Regions from separate parts of the Mus musculus genome. Here all the other regions are linked to region 2. The links are chromatin contacts, called in public HiChIP or PLAC-seq and promoter capture Hi-C maps. All regions are on one chromosome and are shown on one strand. Each heading gives the region's core, a stretch centred on a gene start, on an enhancer-like site or on the middle of the called end of the contact. The rest is flanking DNA. Distances are from core to core; before and after follow the strand shown. Region 1 has its middle 22 kb from the start of Gm13491. Region 2 holds the start of Rbm43 (RNA binding motif protein 43). Region 3 has its middle 47 kb from the start of Gm13491.

Region 1 (2,700 bases), core at 185-2,684, 350 kb before region 2:
GGTTCAGCAGTTAATTGAGTCACTAAGTTGACAGGAAGTGCTACAGTTGACAGGAAGCCTCAGGAACACGTAGAGAAATTGCATTCTCATTTTACAGGGGAGAAATATGAGGCCTGAAAGATCAAATGTGGATTCTGTCATTCTCCCATCAGCTACTGTCAAACCCTCTGTCTAATCCACTTAGGGAGGCACTACACTCTGCGGTTAATGGCAGAAAGGTTAGAAAAGCAGAGTTCTTCACACAAAGAAGCTTTAGGTCTTGGACTGGGGAACTTTCCCCAAATGCCCATTATCACCCAGCTCAAGATTTAGTTCTTGGCTGGAAGTGATGACACACCTGTGATTCCAGCCCCAGGGAGGCCAAGGCAAGAGAATCACAGGTTTGACACTAGGCTGGTCATGAGACTCTGGAGATGGCAGAAGTGTTTGTGGGCACTGACAACAACACTACCATCATTGCCTGTGGACTTGGAACATGAAAGGAACCTGGAAACTCTCTTTTCTTAACCTGTGAGTGGATCTAGAGGGGGAAAGAAAGGCATCTTTATCAAGAGCCTGTGTTTGTTCAGTAAAAGGATATACAAAAAGCAATAGGAGCAAAATAAGAGGGAGAATTAATCTACCCCTTCTAGCCTGAAGATTTCTATCTAGGTAGGGGAAATTTTCAATTCTTAAGTTAGAGTTTTCAAAAAGACTTGCAACAGCAAAATGTTGAACACCCCTCAAAGTGTTCAAATCCACAGCCCCAGAACCCTGGAATAAGTTATAGCTCAAAAGAGAAGGAAGTCATAGATAAAGTTAAGAGTTTGTAATCAGAATTTAAAAGACAGATTATCTTTGATGACCTTTGTAATCCTAGGAGTCCTCCAAAGGGACAAAGGTAGGCAGTCAGGATGCTGCTTTGTGGATCCCCATCACCTGCCACCACCCTCAGTGTAGCCTGGGGACAAGGACATGAGACTTGGAACCCACTTAACCATTAGGAAGTATGTATCACAGCCAGGTCACATACTTGCAAAAAGTTTTTACAACTGCATCAGAAAACCTCTGAGGGCCTGATATTAACTGCTAATATCCTAAAACTTCCTCCTCCTGAACACACACTAGGAAGGGAGGATTCACACCTGTGCACTAAGAAATGGAGAGAACAAAGGGTTCTCTTGTTTGAAGTTTCCTCTTTGAAAGCAAGCTTATGTGCTACTCAAGGTGAAGTTACACAAACATTTCCTGGACTGTGCTTTGGGCACAAATAAGGTAAGAATGACACTGAGAAACTGCAGAACCATGGGGTTTGTAGTTCTTTTGTCCTGAGGACGATGAGACCCCAGGGAAAACTACAGAAACCCACTTCCCTTTGTTCCCTGAGACTTCACATCAGGACCACTGGGGCTGCCTTGTTGCCTTCTGAAGCAGAGCCTTTCCTTGTGGTCTGAGAAGAAGGTCCACCCTACTTCCTCATACTCTTGCCAGGTTCTTAGGCACTGCCTCCACCAACTGTTGGAACTGAGTTTGAAAGCCGAGGTTTCTCCCAAACACCTAGTGAGATACAAGCACCCCGGGATTTGATAATCCCAGAAAATAAGAACGAAACAGGAAGGTAGGAAAACCACCAAGAGGATGGCTGATCCTCTCTGAGTACAACTGAGCCTTAATGCTCACTAGGACCTAAAAGAATGAGAGGGTGTGCCTGACAGTTCATGGGTTTGTATAGGCTTCAAAATGGTTGCCTGGGCTCTACTGTAGCACCATGAGGTAATATTATAAGGTGAGGTGAAGCCAGGATCCCCAGACACATTCACATGCAGCTGTGTTCACAGCATAACTGAAATAAAGAGGAATACATACTTCTCCTGCAAGACCGCCAATAAGCTGCCCAATACAAGGAACATACCGTTCTCAATACTCACCACTGGCCTGACCTCCAGACTACCTCAGTTATCTAACAGCACACCATCCATGGGTCCCAAGCTTCCGAAGGCCTCCTGTAAATGTGGCCCTCCACTAGGCGGCAGACAACACAAACATGAGTGGCCAAATATGTTGGCTACTCATCAAGGAAGTACTGCAGAAAAACTCAGCAGGTAAAGGTGTTTGCCACCACCACGCCCTATGACCTGAAATCAGTCTGCAAGTTCCACATGGTGGAAGGAGAGAACTGATTCCCAAAAAACTGTATGCTGAATTCCACACGTGCCACAAAGATCCATGCACATATACACACACTCACATGCACATGTGTGTGTGTGCATGTGTAATTTTGAAAAAAAATAAAGAAGGAACAGACTAATTCAGTGTCACATAAACCATGACATAATCAATGCAGCTGTCCTCCCATTATATATCAATAAGAAAATTGAAAACATGGAAACAAATGTTAGCACTTTTTAATGTGCAGGCTCACAGCATTGCGCTGTTCTCTCCTGGTGTTCTTTACAGTATTTTGAAGAGAATCACAGACCCGGTGACTTGCCACAAGAGACTAAGAAAGGCATGATATTCTTGCTTAAAGCTAGTAGCTTCTTTGGGTCTTGTTGAAATTATCAAGCTTCTTCCTCAGTGTCCCTTTGTAGGACTCTCAGCAATGGCCAGAGCAGAACCCCAGGGCACTGACATGAGGCAGGGTGGGCAGACACTCAGCAGTGGGCTGCTGCCATCCACAGCCTTTGATCTCACAACCACAGTAGCCCATGCATGAAGCTG
Region 2 (2,700 bases), core at 125-2,624:
GACTTCCTGGCTTTTATCTCTGCAGCACAGTTCCCTGACAGCCCACGCCAGCCTCCTTGGTAAGTGGCTCATGAACTACAGACCTTCCAGCCATTCATCAATATCAAAGACAAATATCCATTTAAGCTCAGGAGAGCTCCACACCTCATCAGCACTAATGCGTTTCTTAATTCAAGTGTCTACGCACACGTTATCTTTAGAATCACCTTGTTCTGCAAGACCTCACTTCATTCCGTGGTCTCGTCAACGTCCTGCACATCCTTTCTTCACTAACTCACTTAAGTCTGAGGACATGTGGCTACATGCCTTCTCCTGAGACCCGTTATAAGCAGAGAATGACCTGTCTTCCTCTGTGCACAGTGAAGAAGAAAAACAATCCACTCAAAGACTATGAAATACGGGAATTTCAGCAGAGGTGTGGTGCCATTTTACAGTTTCCATGCTCTGCTTTAAGAAGCTCTGGCCTTGATGTCAGAAAGGAAGGAAGGAAGGAGAAAAAGAGGGAGAGAGAGGGAGACAGACAGACAGACTGACAGTGGTGTAAAGTAACACTTTCTTCTTAAGTGTGGCACTAAGAAGAAATATTTCATTTGCTGTTTTGTTTTCTATTTGTTTTCTCAATAGTTTATTTTCATGCACTATACCTTGACTCTCACCAAGTAAAACACACACACACACACACACACACACACACACACACACACACACACACACACACACACACAAAATCAGGTAAAATATATATAGAAACTCACGCACTCACTGTAACAGCTCCAAAACACAGTCATCTAGGCAAAACCCCGGGTCCCTGGTCAAAGGCCTAGCTCTGACGGAGAGAGGGACAGCAAGCCAGTGCCTTCAGCTCAGACACTTCTTACTGGCTCCTTCCAGTAGTTAGCCTCCATTTCTGGGTCACTGTCCTCGCCCCCACTCCTAACCGCAGTCCCGCCCAAACCACCTTCCGGACAAAACCCGTGAGTCCCTGCCTATTGAGCAGGGGCGGGTGAGAAAAGAGGCCGTATCCCCACGCGTGGGAGCCAGACCTGCTGCGCCCGTGACGGCCACTTCGGGGCGCGCGACCGCGCAGGACACGTGCTCCGGGACCCTCGGCGCGCCTTCCTGCACTGCAACCCGGGGAAAAGCGACTTGCCAGGCCTCGGAGATGTTCGAGCAGCGGGAGCGCTAAACTGGAGGTGAACGGGTTCCGCTTTCGCTTTCCAGTTCCGTTTCCTTGGAGACTCAGTTTGGAAGGGCGGAGCCCGGCTGGGTCGGTCCCTTGGCGCCTTTGAGGTACCTGTGCAAGATGCCCCAGGGGCATCTGGGCTTCTCTCCAAACTCATTCCTAGGCTTTGCCCCGTCTCTCCAGCGCATTCTCAAACCCGATCCCCGACACTTCCTTCCCGCCAGCAGGGTCCGCCCAGGCTCATCACCGGTGGAACGCAGAGCACATGAAGAAGGTACCCTGCTGCCCACAAAACTCAATCACTTGGCCGAATGGCCCTGGAGCCTGGGACACAAGAAATCTAGCCCAGTAAAATCAAAGAAATATAAAGGCAAAAGCAGAGCACGAACTCCCTTGTAAAGAAATAGAAACTGAAATTGGGAGATACCAATTTTCAACCGGTGTGCTCAAATTAGCAGATCCCACAAACCAGTTTAGATGCAAACATTTCTAAAGATTTGGACATCTCTCAGGGACTCAGAATACAGCTCCCCACATAAGCACTTTAGCTTGCCCTATTCCTGAAGCCAAGTCCCTCTGACCCCTTCCTGACTCTCTCCTGCATTTTTGTTGACCCTAAGCCAGTCACAGAAAACAGGATTCTTCTTCCCCAACGTTGGGTCATATAAAATAGACACCTCTCGTCCCAAACAAGCTATGAAACATACTCCCCTCTCTCTGAGGGAAGTCCCATTCCCGCATTAAGGAATGCTGCACAGAGCAAAGATGAATCCAGACAGGCTGGGATGGCTAATCTTGACTGTCAACTTGATTAATTTGGGAAGAGGACCTTCAACTGAGAAACTACCTCTGTACTGTAGGCATGTCTGTGGCATTTTCTGTCCTTTTTTCATTTTTTGGTTTTTCGAGATAGGATTTCTCTGTGTAACTCTGGCTGTCCTGGAACTTGCTCTGTATACCAGGTTAGCCTCGAACACAGGGATATCTGCCTGCCTTGGCTAGAATTAAAGGGGTGTACTGCCGCTATTGGAGTGTGGCATTTTCTTGATTGCTAATTTATGCAGAAGAGGTGAGCCTCCTGTGGGCGGTACCATCCTTAGGCAGGTGAAAGTGAGCAGACAGGAAGTGGTCAGCAGCAGTTCCGCCAGGCTCCTGCTTCAGGTTCCTGGCTTGCGCTGCTGTAACCTATAAACCAAAATAGACCTTGACCTTCCCAGGGTGCTTTGGGTCATGGAGTTTATCCAGCAATAGAGAGCAAACCAGAACAAGAAAGCGAACTTCTGTCCAGTCACAGTTCCCAAAGCTGTCCAATCTTTATCTACCTTGAGCATAAAAACTGTATTTTTCGGGCCTCTGGCTGTTTCTCTCGGATGACCTCTGTGTCACATTCAATGGTGATAAGCTATTAATAAAATTAGTATGCTGTTCTGATGCTCTTCTTCTTTTCAGTAGGATTGGTAGCCGTGACCTTTACCGTGACTAAGGTAAAGGTCTTCCTGTTCTAGCATTATCAAAAT
Region 3 (2,700 bases), core at 76-2,575, 370 kb before region 2:
TGACTCTCTGACTACTCTCTGTGCTTTGGAAAACACTCTGACTGCATGTGCGTGCGATGTGAGCACGCACTTGTGTGTGTGTGTGTGTGTGTATAAACTTAGTTTATTCAGATAGACTTTGAGTCCCCCTTAGAAGCCTTAAACATGGTTAACTGCAAAACTAAGATGGTCTGTCAAGGCAGTATGAAGGTTCTTACAACACCTTGTAGATTGTTGTCAATAATAAAATATCTCTTGTGCTCATTCTGTTGATGTGTTTATTTAATCAATCACTCTTCTGGCTATCAGACTTTGAGTTGCAAGTATCAAAAACATAGAAGACTTTCCTCAAACTGACCAAACCTAATGACAGAATCACATAAATAATGAGTGCCACAACAGAGTTACATATAGTTTTACTCTTCTGGAACCATAGAGAAGTGTGATTACACAGGACAAGTGCTAGAGCAGCCCTCCTTGAAATGACAGCATTTCACCTGCATCTTATAGAACACACAGCAGTCACCAGCTTGAAGGAAATGGTGTATAACGCTTGGGATTAATGACACTTGTCTGCCTTGGTTGCTCTCCATCTTCTTCGAGACAGAGTATCTCAGAGAAGCCGGAACTCATTGATCTAACTAAACAGGATCCTCCCGAGCGTGCTCCTCCCACTCCCTGGAATGGAATCACGGTATTCCACCTCGCCCAGCTTGTCATGTGAAGGATCCGAACTCAGGTCCTCATGCTTGTGAGACAAGCACTTTCTCAACTAAGGCAACCATCAAGCCCCATAAAAATTTTAACTCAAGGAATTAGTAGACATACTCTCTAGGCCAGAAAGATCGCAGAATATCTTTGGGAATGCCAAGACTGAGGATATGCATAAGTAGACATCAGGAGACATAAGATTGGTCAAGAGGGCCAAGCCATATGAAATGCAGATAAAAAACTTTGGAGCCATGAGAGTACGGGCCTTAATCTGAGGGGGGAAAGAACACACTGAATGGAATAAAATAAGAAGATGAATAAATCAGTTTATTTGTTCAGATTTCTCCCACCTCTCTACTTTGCCTTCTACAGAGATTAGTCCAAATTCAGTGGTGACTATTTACCCGACGACGACTAGCCCGACACCAGCTAGGACACGCTGCAGTGATTATTCAGTGTTGAGGGATGAAGGAAGAGCAATTGACCAGGGGCAGAGATCCCTGAAATGTGGTTGGAGGAGGTGCATCTCACAATTATGGAAATCAGCCGCTTGCAAGAAGAAGAGACATCTGCAGGCAAAAGTCCAGGGCATTGCACATGATGTAGGGCATGTTTCTTGAACTACACTGGTAACAAAGAAGACTGCTATTTACATTTTGAAGAACATTTAAAAACAATTGGCAGCCATTATGTTGCTACAGCAACTACACAGGAAACAGCTGGAAATGATATTTGGGAGGAAAAGAGACAGCATTACACTGGAGTTGCAGAGAGCTGTATCTCCAGCCATCAGCTTCTGCACAATCATTTTCCACTAACCAGAAACTATCTGAACTTGGGGGAGGGAGACAAAAACAATGAGCCATGACTGAAGGAATGAATTTGATTTTGAAAAGCATTTCTCCAATGATATTACAAGTCTACACCTTATTCAGGGAATTCATTTTAAAACCTTATGATTAAACCCAAATCAAAGACATGACCTAGAAGTTGGGACCCTGTTTTGCCACTTGATTGCCTGCACAGTGATCACTAATTGTTCATCTTGTGTGTGCAGCTGAGCAAGGCATCCAAGGCTTTGCTTAAGGAAACTGCTGTCTTCCAGTCTTGTTTCTGCAAGTATTTTCTTTTGCTCGTTTGAAAGTGGATAATCCAAGCAAGACCAGCTCCATAATTTGCAAGGTGTAGAGCAAAATAAAATCACAGGGCTCCTTATTGACAGCTGAGTTAAAGTTCTGAGAGAGCAATTGCAGCTTTAAGTGTACAGTCTTCTTAAGTGTGGCAGCTGGCAGGAATGCTGTATCACATGCCAAGGAAGCGGCCACTGAACCCTGACTTCATCTGAAACAGCTGAGCCAAGTAATGTTACGGCGGTGACAGAGACAGAAAGGGGACATAGACAGAAAGGGGAGGCATGGGCTTACATCCTTCTAACACATCTGTTTCTAAAAGAAATATGTGTGTTTATTGTCTGATAAAAATCATACCAGCCTGAATCGATCTTACTAATACCTATTATTAGATATTTGCCAGATAAACAGATAAGTTAGGCATGGTTGACCAAAAGGAATGATAAGAAGTACTGTAAACTAGAGTGTAAGGAAAATACTCTGTTGAAAATAAATTGTTCCATGAATGTACCAGGTATCAGGATGGTGTGTTAACAAAACTATGCATGCTCCCATTCATGGCCTTCAGAGCTCAAAGGGAGGCACCAAACAATGATGTCACAGTCCTACATCTCTAGAAGGAAGGCAGAGAACAAGGCTCAATGGCGAGGCAGGACTTGGGAGTTCAGAGATATCTCACCTTCTCCTAGTTCTCCACTTGATTTTCAACAGTGGTGAAACAGGAATGTTAGGGGAAAAAACAAGAATAAAGTTATGTCATTTGTAGGAAATCAATGCTACGGGAGACAACCATATAAGTGACTTAAGCTACTCACAGAAAAAGAAACATTGTTTCCCTCTACCTGTGGTTTCTGTCTGCTCACATAAAGTCATTCTCAAA

Evidence for each region. Promoter capture Hi-C pulls out the DNA fragments that hold promoters and counts their contacts. HiChIP or PLAC-seq counts read pairs in DNA pulled down with a chosen protein or histone mark.
Region 1: a promoter capture Hi-C map of hematopoietic stem and progenitor cells shows a contact between it and region 2, with 2.1 times the contacts expected there. The contact joins the enhancer-like site here to the promoter of Rbm43 in region 2. A contact is called at or near these places in 7 of 39 promoter capture datasets (embryonic stem cells, hematopoietic stem and progenitor cells, hippocampal neurons and 3 more), 1 of 484 Hi-C or Micro-C datasets (uterus) and 1 of 115 datasets of contacts at active chromatin or transcription factors (large pre-B cells).
Region 3: an H3K27ac HiChIP or PLAC-seq map of embryonic stem cells shows a contact between it and region 2, with 2.4 times the contacts expected there. The contact joins the enhancer-like site here to the promoter of Rbm43 in region 2. A contact is called at or near these places in 5 of 39 promoter capture datasets (cranial neural crest, embryonic stem cells, hippocampal neurons and 1 more), 1 of 115 datasets of contacts at active chromatin or transcription factors (embryonic stem cells) and 1 of 9 other capture datasets (embryonic stem cells).

What each region holds. Positions count from the first base shown.
Region 1 is chr2:51,587,102-51,589,801 of GRCm38.p6, forward strand. No RefSeq gene overlaps it. Among named protein-coding and RNA genes, the nearest start is that of Gm13491, 22 kb to the right of the region's middle. Within about 2 kb of position 1,435, at least 19 of the 459 cell types and tissues checked have an H3K27ac peak or open chromatin away from gene starts, as enhancers often do. A contact at or near this core is called in hematopoietic stem and progenitor cells, where this site is marked.
Region 2 is chr2:51,933,789-51,936,488 of GRCm38.p6, forward strand. Rbm43 (RNA binding motif protein 43) reads right to left here and starts at 1,375. Exons shown (of 5, transcript NM_001141981.2): 1 at 1,044-1,375.
Region 3 is chr2:51,562,071-51,564,770 of GRCm38.p6, forward strand. No RefSeq gene overlaps it. Among named protein-coding and RNA genes, the nearest start is that of Gm13491, 47 kb to the right of the region's middle. Within about 2 kb of position 1,326, at least 11 of the 459 cell types and tissues checked have an H3K27ac peak or open chromatin away from gene starts, as enhancers often do.